Linked DNA regions of Mus musculus: regions 1, 3 and 4 are each linked to region 2. A link is a contact called in public ChIA-PET data. All regions are on one chromosome and are shown on one strand. Each heading gives the region's core, a stretch centred on a gene start, on an enhancer-like site or on the middle of the called end of the contact. The rest is flanking DNA. Distances are from core to core; before and after follow the strand shown.

The links. ChIA-PET counts read pairs in DNA pulled down with a chosen protein or histone mark.
Region 1: an RNA polymerase II ChIA-PET map of memory CD8 T cells shows a contact between it and region 2, with 36 read pairs. The contact joins the promoter of Nrros here to the enhancer-like site in region 2. A contact is called at or near these places in 3 of 39 promoter capture datasets (the C10 cell line, the HPC-7 cell line and pre-B cells) and 6 of 115 datasets of contacts at active chromatin or transcription factors (VIP interneurons, embryonic stem cells, memory CD8 T cells and 1 more).
Region 3: a contact with region 2 is called in an RNA polymerase II ChIA-PET map of memory CD8 T cells, with 17 read pairs. The contact joins two enhancer-like sites. A contact is called at or near these places in 1 of 115 datasets of contacts at active chromatin or transcription factors (memory CD8 T cells) and 1 of 9 other capture datasets (liver).
Region 4: an RNA polymerase II ChIA-PET map of memory CD8 T cells shows a contact between it and region 2, with 13 read pairs. The contact joins two enhancer-like sites.

Annotation. Positions count from the first base shown.
Region 1 is chr16:32,163,631-32,166,930 of GRCm38.p6, reverse strand. It overlaps Nrros (negative regulator of reactive oxygen species), which reads left to right and starts at 1,337. Exons shown (of 3, transcript NM_001347181.1): 1 at 1,337-1,551.
Region 2 is chr16:32,519,102-32,522,221 of GRCm38.p6, reverse strand. No RefSeq gene overlaps it. Among named protein-coding and RNA genes, the nearest start is that of Zdhhc19, 24 kb to the right of the region's middle. Within about 2 kb of position 1,666, at least 108 of the 459 cell types and tissues checked have an H3K27ac peak or open chromatin away from gene starts, as enhancers often do. A contact at or near this core is called in the HPC-7 cell line, memory CD8 T cells, pre-B cells and 1 more, where this site is marked.
Region 3 is chr16:32,971,054-32,974,170 of GRCm38.p6, reverse strand. Lrch3 (leucine-rich repeats and calponin homology (CH) domain containing 3) reads right to left here. Exons shown (of 21, transcript NM_001081255.1): 7 at 198-291. Among named protein-coding and RNA genes, the nearest start is that of Lrch3, 59 kb to the right of the region's middle. Within about 2 kb of position 1,475, at least 44 of the 459 cell types and tissues checked have an H3K27ac peak or open chromatin away from gene starts, as enhancers often do. A contact at or near this core is called in memory CD8 T cells, where this site is marked.
Region 4 is chr16:32,199,216-32,202,132 of GRCm38.p6, reverse strand. No RefSeq gene overlaps it. Among named protein-coding and RNA genes, the nearest start is that of Bex6, 21 kb to the right of the region's middle. Within about 2 kb of position 1,287, at least 110 of the 459 cell types and tissues checked have an H3K27ac peak or open chromatin away from gene starts, as enhancers often do. A contact at or near this core is called in memory CD8 T cells, where this site is marked.

The DNA of each region.
Region 1 (3,300 bases), core at 88-2,587, 350 kb after region 2:
TGTAGAAAGAGCCTGTCTCAAATAAATAAATAAATAAATAAATAAATAAATGTTTTAAATATGAATACAAGCCCTTTCTTGGAAAAGAAGCTTGGTGCTAGAGATAAGAGTTAGCCACACACTGGTAGACACAAAGGAAAAAGTTTGAGTCAGAAACCTTAGTGTGACACAATTTTCTCTACACTTGTTTTCTTCTTCAATGGTGCCATCATTGTTACCTTTACAAGTGAATAAATGTGTGTGTGTGTGTGTTTACATATATATGTAAAACAGTTAAAGTGGAAGAGGCCATGAATTTGGAAGAGAACAGGGTGGGATATATAGGAATGTTAGAGGGAGAAGGGGGAGGGAGAAATTATATTTTAATCTCAAAAAAAATTTAAAGGCTGTATAATTAATTTACATAGTTTTTTGAACGAACCCCCCCCCCCCAGCCCTCATCCCCGTTGCTTCCTGCTGCAGGGCATGGAGCCGCCCTTTGGTGTGGTTTGTATACTCAGTGAGACTCCCTTGAGAGATGATTTTTCCTTTGTGGATGGTTGGGGCTGGGAGCTCATGTCTTTTTCTCCATCTTAGAGCTGGGACTAGGTCAGGTCTGGATCCGTGCAGACGCTAGCTAGGCATGCTGCCACAGTTGACAGTGAACTTTCTACACAGCATTATCAAAACAACGCTGTTGAACACCCGTACTCAATAGAGCCAAGAAGTTTATGGTACTATCTGCAACGCGGGGTCAGTTAAAAACCAGTAGACAAAAACCTTTCTTTTTCTTCCATTTGTCCTTCTTGTTTATTTTGTGTGTGTGTGACAGGTCACACGAATCCCAGGGCAACCCCAAACCTGCTCTTTGGGCTGGGATGACCTTGTACTCTGATCCTCCTGCTTCAACCTCTCCAGGGTTGGGATCACAGGTGCGTGCTGCCATTGCCGACTTCCTTTTCCCTTTATTTATTTTCTTAATTTTTAAGAAGTACGGTGCCCAGAAAAGATGATTAGTTAAGGACTGACTGAGTAGATGAAAACAGACGACTGGATGGATGACCCTTCTAAATGGCGGACTCGTCCCCCTTTCCAATTAAACAAATTTGTGTTGCCCTTCACTGAATTCTGCCCCAAGCTGGCCCTTGGATAGAAGCCTGTAGAAGAGTTCCTGGAACAGCAGACCACAAGCCAGGACTCCTAGTTCCCATGTGCCATCAAAGCAGGAGCCACAAGAGCATGCTTAGCGACGACCTAACAGAGCTTGGCAGGCTGCACCTGTAGAGTGACAGCCCTGCTGGTGAGGGGCCATGTGCTACCTGCATCCTCGTCCAACCCCACCCCCACCCCACCCCCCGCGGTGGCAGTTCCTTCTAAGACGCGGGCTGAGTGCTGAGTCGCTGAGAGGCGAGCTCTCCATGTGACTTCAGTTTCCGTTGGTTCCTTCCGCAAGTGCTAAAATAATCTGATGCCCCAGAGCGAGTAGGCAGCGCAGCAGCGGCAAGTGCTGTCCAGGAGGCTGGGGCCCTGGAGACGATGCGCCCCGCGGAGCCGCCTGGGCCTGCGGGAGCAGTGAGTATTTCTTGCGTGGGTTCGTTGAGCATTGCCGGGCTACAAGAGGTGGGCGAGCTGGGACCGGGTTGGGTGGTGGGAGGTTAGGCATCAGCTCCCCCACCCCACGCACGCCGCGCTCAGGCTCATTGTGAAGTTGTGGTATCCAGTCTCTCCGCCTCTGGGCTGGATTTGGGGGGGGGGCTACACCTTTGGTGTAGGTGGAAGTCTCAGGAACTCTTACAGCTGAGAGAGGAGGTGTGTGATGTGGGAGAGGCACGTAGGGCTTTACAACCAGCTATGGTTTGATTCCTGGCTCTTTCAGGGAGAGTGTGAACAGGTTAGGGAACTTTTCGGAGCCTCCTTTTTTTTCCTCATCTACACAGTGGTCAGTGCTCCTTGCCTAGTCTGAGTGACCGGACGTCATGAGAGGACGCTGTGAACACTCAGCATACGGGTGTTTGCATCGACTCCTTTGCCCATCAACATAAATTGAGACCCACCATTACACAGGCAAAGACACGGAAATCCATCCACAGTCGCACTTACTTAACCGGGATCTTCCCAGGGTCAGCTGTGTGTGTACATCCAGAAGACAGCAAAAGCCCTTCTCCTAGAGCCTTTGTCCTGGGTAACTTGTGCTGGGGTATTATTTGGTCCACAGCTACCCAAGTGTCAGAGAGAGAGATTAGAGCCAGGCTCTCCTGACTCCTGCTCAGTGCTCTGCTGTGGTCCTCTCGGCCTCTGCAGGCACAGACACACATCCATGGACCTACCCACAGGCTCGCTCGCACTCAGGAGCTGGGCAGGGAAAAGCACTGCTCTCCCTGCAGTTGCTAGCTCACCATTGCGCTGCGGCGATGACCACGTGCCCCACTGTAACTAGGATCGGAGCAGACTAAGGAAGGCTTTCCAGTGTCTCTCTCTGCTACTGACCGTGAGGTACGGACAGTTTTCACGGTGTTTGAGGCCTGGGGACACCCCCTATGAGCTTTATATGTGAGCCCCAGAGTTCCTAGAGGGGGTTATAGACTCATGGGCCCAGAAAAACAAAAAACAAAACAAAACAAAAAACCTCAACACTTAGGTTAAAATCAAAACCAAACAGCCTCACAAGAGAAGGTGCCTTCATTTGACTGGTCCTTCGAGAGAACTCTGGACAATGGTACACACTCCACCAGGCTGTCCTGGAGCTCATTAGCTTCTAAGCCAATCTCCACTGGCCTGACTTGTGAAGCAGGAGGCAAACCCTTTCTCCTTAGTGATAGAACTGTCCGTGGATAGATTCTTGGGGAACTAGCTTCTGTACTGTGTCTAATATAAGCCAGTGACACAGAAGATTGTAACAGGGCCAGCCTCCTTCGTAGTCCCTATTGACTGGAGTCAGGATTGGGATCGGACCAAAATACCTAACAAAACCCAAAGAAACAAAACCTGGACTTCTTAAGGAGGCATGGTCTGGTCGAACAGTAAAATGTAGTCAACAATGCTGAACTGCAGGTCTGAAAATGGCTAAATGATAGAGTTTATGTGATAAAACAGATGAAGGGAGGGAGGGAGGGAGGGAGAGTGTGTGTTTCCCCCCCAAAAAAGCAACCAAGCAGTTGTTATCAGAAGCGGGGGAAATGAAGTTGCTAGACAGACTTTTCAGGACAAACAGAATCAGGGGCTGAGACCCAACGTTTTGTGTCTTCAGTGTGTGACTTTAGCCTCAGCAGAGGGCACAAAGGAGGAAGTAGAACTTTGCCCTGGTTCTCACCAGTGAGGTGG
Region 2 (3,120 bases), core at 417-2,916:
TTGTTTGTTTGTTTGTTTGTTTGTTTGTTTGTTTGAGATAGGGTTTCTCTGTGTAGTCCTGGCTGTCCCGGAACTCACTCTGTAGACCAGGCTGGCCTCGAACTTACAAAGGTGTACCTGCCTCTGCTTCTCAAGTGCTGGGATTAAAGGTGTGTGCCACCATATTCCTCTAAATTGCCAGATTTTCAAGGCAAATACCTTTACCTGTGAGCCATCTCACAGGTAAACTTGTTATTTAAGGTACTGTCTCTCACCGAACCTGGAGCTCACCCTTTTGGCTGGAATAGCTGGATGGGGAATCCTGATCCATTTGTCTCTGTCCTCCAGCAGTGGGGTCACAGGTGTGCCAATCAGGGCCTCAGACTCACACAGAAGGCGCTCGCCTACGGAGCCCTAGCCTCCTGTATACTTCCAATGCATATAGTTTAAGCAACAATAAAGCTCAGTAAGGTGGCTAAAATTTACAAAAGTAGCCGGGCAGTGGTGGTGCACACCGTTAATCCCAGCACTTGGGAAGCAGAGGCAGGTGGATCTCTGAGTTTGAGGCCAGCCTGGTCTACAGAGGACAGACAGGGCTACACAGAGAAACAAAACAGCAACAGTAAACAAAATAACAAGAAGAAGCAAGAGCAGGCAACAGTTGTCAGAAATGTTTATAGAAAGAAGACAGGCAGCCTCCAGAGTAGTGGCACATGTTTGCAATCCAGGTACTTGGCACTGACACAGGAGGGTCTTGACTTTGAGGTCAGCCTAGGCAACATTGTAAGATCCTGTCTCAATAAAGCTACAAGGAGGAGGGAAAGGGAAGAAGAAATGAGGGGGTTGAGGGAGTGTTCCTAAAATATTCACAGGATTCATCTCTGATCACAAGATTACGAAAGATTTTAATTTTCCTCTTTCGGTTTTTGATGCTCTAAAATTTTTTCAAAGTATATCTGGGCAATGAGGTATATTCTGTAGTCCCAGTTGCTCAGGAAGCTGAGGCAGGAGGATTATTTGAACCCAGGAGTTTGAAGCTAATTTTGGCAACATCATAAGACATTAGTTTAAAAAAAAATAACAACAGCGATAACAACAACCAAAACTAAGACATGTTCAGCTTCTGTAATAAGAAATACAAAAGCATTAATTTGAAAACAAAAGCAATTTAGTAAGTTCAGAGATTTTTGTGATCAGCAACAGCAGCCATTAAAAGGGCTTGCGTGTGGGTTGCTGTGTGTGACAGAGCTGTGATAATAAGACGCAGTCTTAGGCTTGATGGTCCTGCCTTAGCTCTGCTACCGGCTGCTACATGGCCTTAGATTGGTCAGGTTCTCGGTTAGTTTCTATAATTCAGAAGTCTCTTAGCAGTCCCACGGCACAGCAAAGGCTGGGGAGTTATATACAGCCACTTCACACATTGTCTTAGCTTCAAGGCACTAAAGCGAATACAAGGGGATTTTAGAAAAGCTTTGCTTAGGGTGTGTGTGTGTGTGTGTGTGTGTGTGTGCTTTTTAAATCAATAAAAAGAGAGTGGGATAATCTCTGAAATACAGTTCCTGGAACTGAACGTTTTTTTGAGGTTTCTCTTAATGGGTATCAGAAGTCGCCTCTCACCCACAGCCAACCACAAGCGCAGCTGCTGTGCCTTGCCGGTGCCCTGCTGGAACCAGAACCAGCAGTGTGCAATCGCTCGCCTTCATCCTCTGCCGTGTTTACCCTGCCTGTGGCTGCTTGGCTGGGCCAGAGAGCTGACTTCACTGTTTTCTCTTCACGCTCACCCAGCCATCCTCTTGTCCCCCACACCCTAACCCGTCTTCAGCTTGGCCTCATCTTGGTCTGGGTGGTCCTAACTGCCTTCCTTCACCCCTCTGTTTTATGTTTGCGAATGTAATCCACACTGGGCACAGATCATGCTCACGACCTGTTTGTTAGTTCTCTCCCTTGGAGGTGGCTTTGGGGAGGTTAAGACAGTCTCACGTAGCCTAGGCTGGCCTCTAACTTCCTATGTAGCTGAATCTGGTCTTGAACTCCCGATTCTTGATGTTTCCACCTATCTCCCCATGCTGGGATGGCAGGCACCACCACCGGTCCTTGTGACAGGCAGCACCTTGTTAGTTCTCCTTGAACCAGTGTTCACCTCTCACGCCCAGCCTGGAAGCCGCTATTAAACTTTAAGGGTGACAACAGAGGAAAGGCAGAGGAACAGATCGGTGGCAGAACTTCCAAAGGTGAGGAAGACAGCCCCAAGGGATGCTAACGAGGCCCCTGGAAGAAGGATCTAGAAGGCTAGCTGCTCTGTAAGGGAAGGGGGCTGGCTCTCCACAGTTCACTGTGCCGGGGCGTGTGTGAAGACCGTGTGATAACCCTCTTGTGTTCACAGCTTGCCTGTAACTCAGATTCTTAGCCTATCAGACTAGGTGCCAGCATCGCCTGGGAGATCCACGTAGGAGTGAGCTTAGTTCTCTGCCTGTCTTTCTGTTTCTTCCTGGTTCCTTTTCACTATGCCCCAACCCCAGTCTTCTATCTGCCCCACAATAGGCACCCGACACCCAGTCAGAGGTCAGCAAACTTTCTCAGTTAGAGATCTGGCCTAAGTCTCTGCACAACTCACCTCAGAGAGGAGGGTCAACTGCTGGGCCAGGGACTGGCAACTGGTTGGTGGACATTATTCTCTAGACCCATCATCCTGCCTGGGTCATAGCCAACCCTGAAGACAGTGACCTTAGGCAAGTCATCTCTGGGTCCCTTTAATGTTCTGTGAGACATAGCACCTGCCCTCAGGGGCTGTTGGGAGCAGTGGGAGGGAGCACGGCCTCCCAAACGTAGTCACTCAAGTTTCTGTTGAGGATCGTACACCAGGACATCGCATGCACCGTCACTTCCCTGGGCATCTGTGGATCAGTCAACTTGAAATCATCTCAGTCTGTGGAAAATAATGACTGTGTTGAAGAGTATAGTCCACGTGCAATCTGATGAACATAGGCACCCTCTCTTGTCACTTTTTTGTTGTTGTTGTTGTTGTTTTTCGAGACAGGGTTTCTCTGTGTAGCCCTTGCTGTCCTGGAAGTCACTCTGTAGACCAGGCTGGCCTCGAACTCAGAAATCTGCTTGCCTCTGCCTCCCGAGTGCTGGGATTAA
Region 3 (3,117 bases), core at 226-2,725, 450 kb before region 2:
ATCTGAAAGAGGATACATGGCAAAAGGTGCTTTTAAAAGAAACAGTGTAGAATTCCCAGGTGGTAGGACTATGTAGGGTTTTTGCTCTTTGACATTTCTCTATTTTACCTAATAAATTGAATTCCAATTTAGATATTCCCCTTAATTTAATTTATTTTTCAAAATCAGGATTTTTAACACATGAACAGAACACTTACCTCATTCCCTGACCATCTCTTATCACCACTATCCACACTATTGAAGCCTGAATCCAGGGCTCCGTAAGGACGGCCTGAGTACAGTTCTTCATGGCTGTCCAAAATAAGTGTTACATGTTACTATGAGGTTTTATATTTTTCAAAGTAGCATTTGAAATTAACCAGTTATAATTTTATTAACCAACACGCTCATGACACTTGGCCACATAAATATTTGAGCTAAGTGAGCATTCTCTGAACTTTTAAAGAAGAAAATCCCAAATAGGAACAAAGTAAACAGAATAGTACGAGGCCCCAAACTCAGTATCCAGTTTGAAAAGTACCACTGCTCAACTTTGTTTTCACTGCACTCAGTTTTAATGCCATCTTACCAAGCAGTGGATTTCTCCTAACAGCCTCTCATACTTGGTGCCAGCACACTTTGTCGCCATGGGTTCATCTCCCTCCCTCCCTCCCTTCTAGCTGTTTTCTTTCTCCCTTTCTGCTTTTCAGCACAGGTCTTCCACTGCCCTCTCTTTCCATTTCCTTAAGATCTCTTCCTCCACTCTCATGATCCTCTTTCACACACAATGATGCTAGCTTTCACACACATGCAAATGCAGGTCGGTCCTCACACAAACATCATCCTTATCTGGCTTTGGCAGTAGTGAAATCCTGACTTCCCCGGGTAAGTTTGGCAGTGTTCTTTCTCTGCCAATGGACAGCACTGGTGCTAGCTACTCTTTAAATTTTGTGCTGTTTTGAGATAGGGTTCACTATCTCACCTTGGATGTCCTGGAACTCATAATGTAGACAAAGATGAGCCAGAACTCACAAAGATCCATGTGCTGCTGCCCCTGAGTACTGGATTAAATTTGTGTGCCAACACACCTGGCTTGTTTTTATCTTTAATAATATTCTTCCAAATAAAATTTACATATATTTAAATATTAGGAGTATAATCTTAACAAAATACTGTATCTTTGTAATTCTATCACAACAGAAGACATTTCTATTTGCCAGAACTGTTCTCATACACTTCTATGTAGTTAATTCTGGTCACCTTGTTATTGTTGTTAGGGTAAACGACTGCTCTGAGGTGTTTAGGTCTTAAATGGGTACGGAAACTTGAGTAACAGTTACTAAGGAACATATAACCATCAAAGAATCTCAGATCTTTTACTAAGCATCAGCAGTGCAAGATGCCACATCCTGACTCATGGAAGACCCTGAGACAGGCCAAACCGACTGTCAGAAGCAGTCAGCTGTCTGCTGGGTCTTGTGGTAGAAAAGAGAACTGGCTTAGCTGGGGGCAGGGAGTGCGGGGAAATGGAATTGTCGTGCATGCTGGCTGTGCCAGTGGCTAATGAGTAGCTAGTTCCCCAAACTCACAGAACTACCCACTCCACCTGGTAGAGGTTACTGTTTGTCTGAAAGCTCTGCTCCTGCACTTCTGTAAACAGTGCCTGAGCACCCTGGCTGCTCTACAGCCTCACTTTTGCTATGTCACTTTTCTTCAACTGTGGCTCTGTATGGATATCTAGTCTTAATTTGCATTCCTGTGATCAATAACAATATTGAGTACTTTGTTGTGTATGTACTGACCATATAAATCTCTTTCTGAAGAGTCCTTTCAAGCTCATTTCTCATTGGGTTTTTTTATTACTAAGTTGCAGGTATTAGTTGTACATCTGGATGCAGGTTGCTTTACAAATAGTTTCCCAGGCCATGGCTGCTAACATTTTCTTCTGATGGATAGCTTCTCCCAGGTTTGATGAAGTCTAACTTATTCTTTCTTTTATAGCTGCCATTGTCTCTGTGATCCGCAGTGTGTGTGTGTGTTCCTCAATCACTCCCCACTTTATTTTCCAGCACTGTCTTGCATTGCACCTGGAGCTCAGAGTTGGCTAGACTGGCTGGCCAGTAAGTTCTAGGAATCTGCCCGTCTCTGCCTCCCCAGTGCAAGGATTACAGATGTGAATCGCCATGCCCAGGCTTTTAGGTGGGTGCTGGGGATCTAAACTCAAGTCCTTAAGCTTTCAATTGAGCGGTCTCCCAGCCCCAGAGGTACACTTTCAGGAGTTTTATACCTTTACTTATTGTTTCTTTTTAAACATACTTTTAAAGTTGAGCTTAATTAGAAATCTAAAAAAATAGCAAATCAAATTAAAAAAATTAGTGCATCAGTATTTTACCTAATAAAATCTTCCTAGGTAGAAAAGCAACTTTAAATTGTAAATTTAAAATAAATGGTGTTTTTTTTTTTTTTTTTTGTGGTAGTTGTTTTTTTAAAACAGGGTTTTATTCTGTCCAAATTGGCCTCGAATTTTTGATCCTCCTGTTTCCATCTCTCAAGTGCTAAGGTTACAGGCATGTCCAGCTAACATCTTCTGTATAACTATCTTCTGATAGTGACTTTGATACTCCATATTACTTTGGTTCATGAACATAATTTTTATGAGTTATAAAGTCATGTCACAGTGTAACAGAACATAAAAGGACAACTGGACACTATCACTTAACCTCTGTAAAACAGTCGGGACCTTTCTGTTCACTTGTTAAACATAACAGACCTGCATGTGAAGGCAAGGCAGCTTTCAAGGCTTGCCACTTTCTATACTGATACAGGGGAGTTCAGGTGGGCAGTACTCAGTTCCCTATTAGACAGCTGTCCCTGCACTATGTCTAATAAACCTTTTTTCTTTTCTTCCTTTTTTTGAGACAGAGTTTCTCTGTGTAGTACTGGCTGTCCTGGGACTCTCTCTGTAGACCAGGCTAGCCTAGAACTCAGATCTGCCTGCCTCTGCCTTCTGAGCACTGGGATTAATGTTGTGTGATAATACCACCAGCTTAAATTTATTTCCTTAACGACAAATGAAAGGTACTACTTTATAGACAATAATATAAAGATCTATCTGTCCAAAGTGTGAAAAGATATACA
Region 4 (2,917 bases), core at 38-2,537, 320 kb after region 2:
GGCAAGGGCTTCTGTTTCTCATGTCTCCATGCTTCTCATTCACTTGCTGGATCTTTGGTTGACAGGGTAGGAGGGCAAGGACTCTACCTGCAGTCAGGCATGTAGCATTGTACACACATGGATGCCACAGGGAAGTTGCCTGGGAACAGGACATGCGTAGTTGGGTATCAAAACAGAGGTAATGAAGAATTCTGCAAAGATCCCCGGAAAATGTGATTCTAGGACCTTCTGGTTTTTTTCACCAAAACCTACAGGCACAGCACCCTAAATAACCTTTCCACACCAATGTCACAGCAGAGGCTTTGTGGAGAATACGATCTCTCAAGAGAGTGCCTAAGTCACCAGTCTCTTGCATGATTTTACCTGCTGGATTTCAGGGAAGTCACTGGCCCTTTCTGAACCTCAGCCTCTGGTCTGTGAATGAATTGTAACAACACAGTCCCAACCCCTCACATGACTGAGGTACTAGACTAAGGCGCTAATGGAAGATGGTTTCATGTGTAACCATTTCTAGCTAGGCTGTTGTGGTACACGTCCCTATTTCCAGCACACTGGAGGTAGAGGCAGGCAGATTTCTGAGTTCTAGGCCAGCCTGGTCTACAGAATGAATTCCAGGACAGCCAGGGCTACACAGAGAGAATACGCCTCAGGGAGGAGAGAGGGAGGGAGACCTACTTTTAAAACTGGCTCTAGACTGAACCAAAGAGGGACGAGGGACACAGGTTTTAGACCGTTTCTGTAGGGCTCTGTAAAGCTGCCTCTGAACCACCCTGGGAGAATGCGACGGATCTGGGATATAGTCTGTTTACTTGCAATTTCCAGGGAGATTCCATATCGTCTTCTGGTAACGCAGATCGAAGCATGTTTTATAGTGCACATTTCCTTATCATTTGTTGTTTAGCTTTCTGGTGCAGTTGGAGCCTGGGAGTATTTTGAGGGTAAGAAAAGAAGCTATTCATCTTTATATCCTGTCCAGGACAACGGGGCCCTAGGGCCCCCGGCTTGTTGACCTGACTGTATTGTTCTTTCTTCTCTGGAACTCGGAAATAGGCTGGCCGGGGTTCTTTGTCCGCTTTACACGGTATATTTGCAGAGTTCAAAACAACCCTTGCTTTAATTAGGCTTGTGTTTTCTCTCCTGTTAAATTTAATTTCCCCGCTGTTATTGTATGGCCCGGGATGGGGCCGGAAGCGTTGACATCGAGGAAGGGAGCACCTGTTTCTGCTTCAGGGCCATTACTGTTCCCTGCAGAGCCTGGTGAGGCCCCCTCCCCCTCCCTCTGCTTCCTTATCAAGTGAAATCGGACACTGATGGAAATTGACAGAGGCAGGCAGAGAAGCTAGAGCCAGCCCTCCAGGGAAACCGGAAAGCAGAAGAGAACTCTGCGGGGACCCCCCTCCCCATCTGCCTCTCTTTTGGCATCTCCATTTCCTCACCACCTCTGGCTTCACTGTTTTCATCTGGGGGATGGCATCTGGGGTTACAAAGGGCTTTAGGGGTCGTGAAACCCTCCTCCTTGCTCCAGTGCACTCCGGACGATCCTTCTCCTCGGTGCAGTTGACATTTCCAGAGATGGGATTTTGCCGCTCCCCCTGAAGATCATTTGGCCTTGTGTTACCCTGTAGTCTGCCTGCAGTGGTCCCGTGGGACAGCTCTGGAGTCTCCTGTTTCTAGTTCACCCCCTGAGGAAGCCCCTTGAAAGCAAGAGTTTCTCCGAAACTTACAAACCGGAAGGGGAGTCAGGAAGGGGGGCTGTGCAGGAAGGAAATGAGAACAAAGATCTGAGGGCCCTTGTTATTAGACGCGTTCTCACGACCGGCCAGGAAGAACACCACAGACCAGAATCTTCTGCGGCAAAGCTTTATTCTTACATCTTCAGGAGCCAGGGTGCAGGAAGCAAGAGAGCAAGAAGCAAGAGAGAGAGAAAACGAAACCCCGTCCCTCTTAAGGAGCATTCTCCTTCGCCTCGGACGTGTCACTCCCTGATTGGCTGCAGCCCATCGGCCGAGTTGACGTCACGGGGAAGGCAGAGCACAAGTAGTCATAAGATACCCTTGGCACATGCGCAGATTATTTGTTTACCACTTAGAACACAGCTGTCAGCGCCATCTTGTAACGGCGAATGTGGGCGCGGCTCCCAACATCTCCCCCTATCCTTTTAATAAGAGCAAATAGGCCACCCATATTAATGAGAGTGGAGATAGAGGTCAAATCCCCAGTGTGTAGGTAAAGGAGCCATGTACAGGATTAGCTCTTAGGCTTACAGGCTTTTACCCAGAGCAACCCTGACCTGTTCCCGTGTCGTTTTGCCTGGGGGAAGGGAACTAGGACACTGAACCTTCATGAAAGATGACATGTCTCCCTAGAATAGGCTCATATATGCCGCAGAGCCTTTCCATTGCAGTGCTTAGCCTTGCAACTCTCTCGGGCTGCTGAAGCACACTCACTCTATCCCGTGCAATGAGACTAGCCTCGTGGGATATAAGAGCTGAGTGGCCAGCGACCTATTGCCTAAGCATAGATATATCAGGGGAAGCTCCATGTTCTAGTCCTGCAAGCGCCTGGGCAATAACCACCTTGTCTCTCCTAGTTTGGGCCTTAAGCTTACAGACCAATCAAAGAAGCAACACTAATCCACAGCAAAGTGTATCTCCAAATAATATTAATCCCACCCATTTTTTAAAGAAAGAAAATGCTGAGGAGATCCAATTGGGTAATCCTTTGGTCAGGGACAGGTCCAAGCGCGTGGAGTTGACCTGAAGTCTCAATTCCCGAAGGATCTGTTCAAATTCAGCCATCCAATTCTGTAACATATACTGAAAAAGACCTTTTGACAATTTAGCTGCCCTAGTAAATTTAACATACTGAATGGAAATAACACACAATCCCGGAAACTTTTGTTCACATCCCTGCTGAG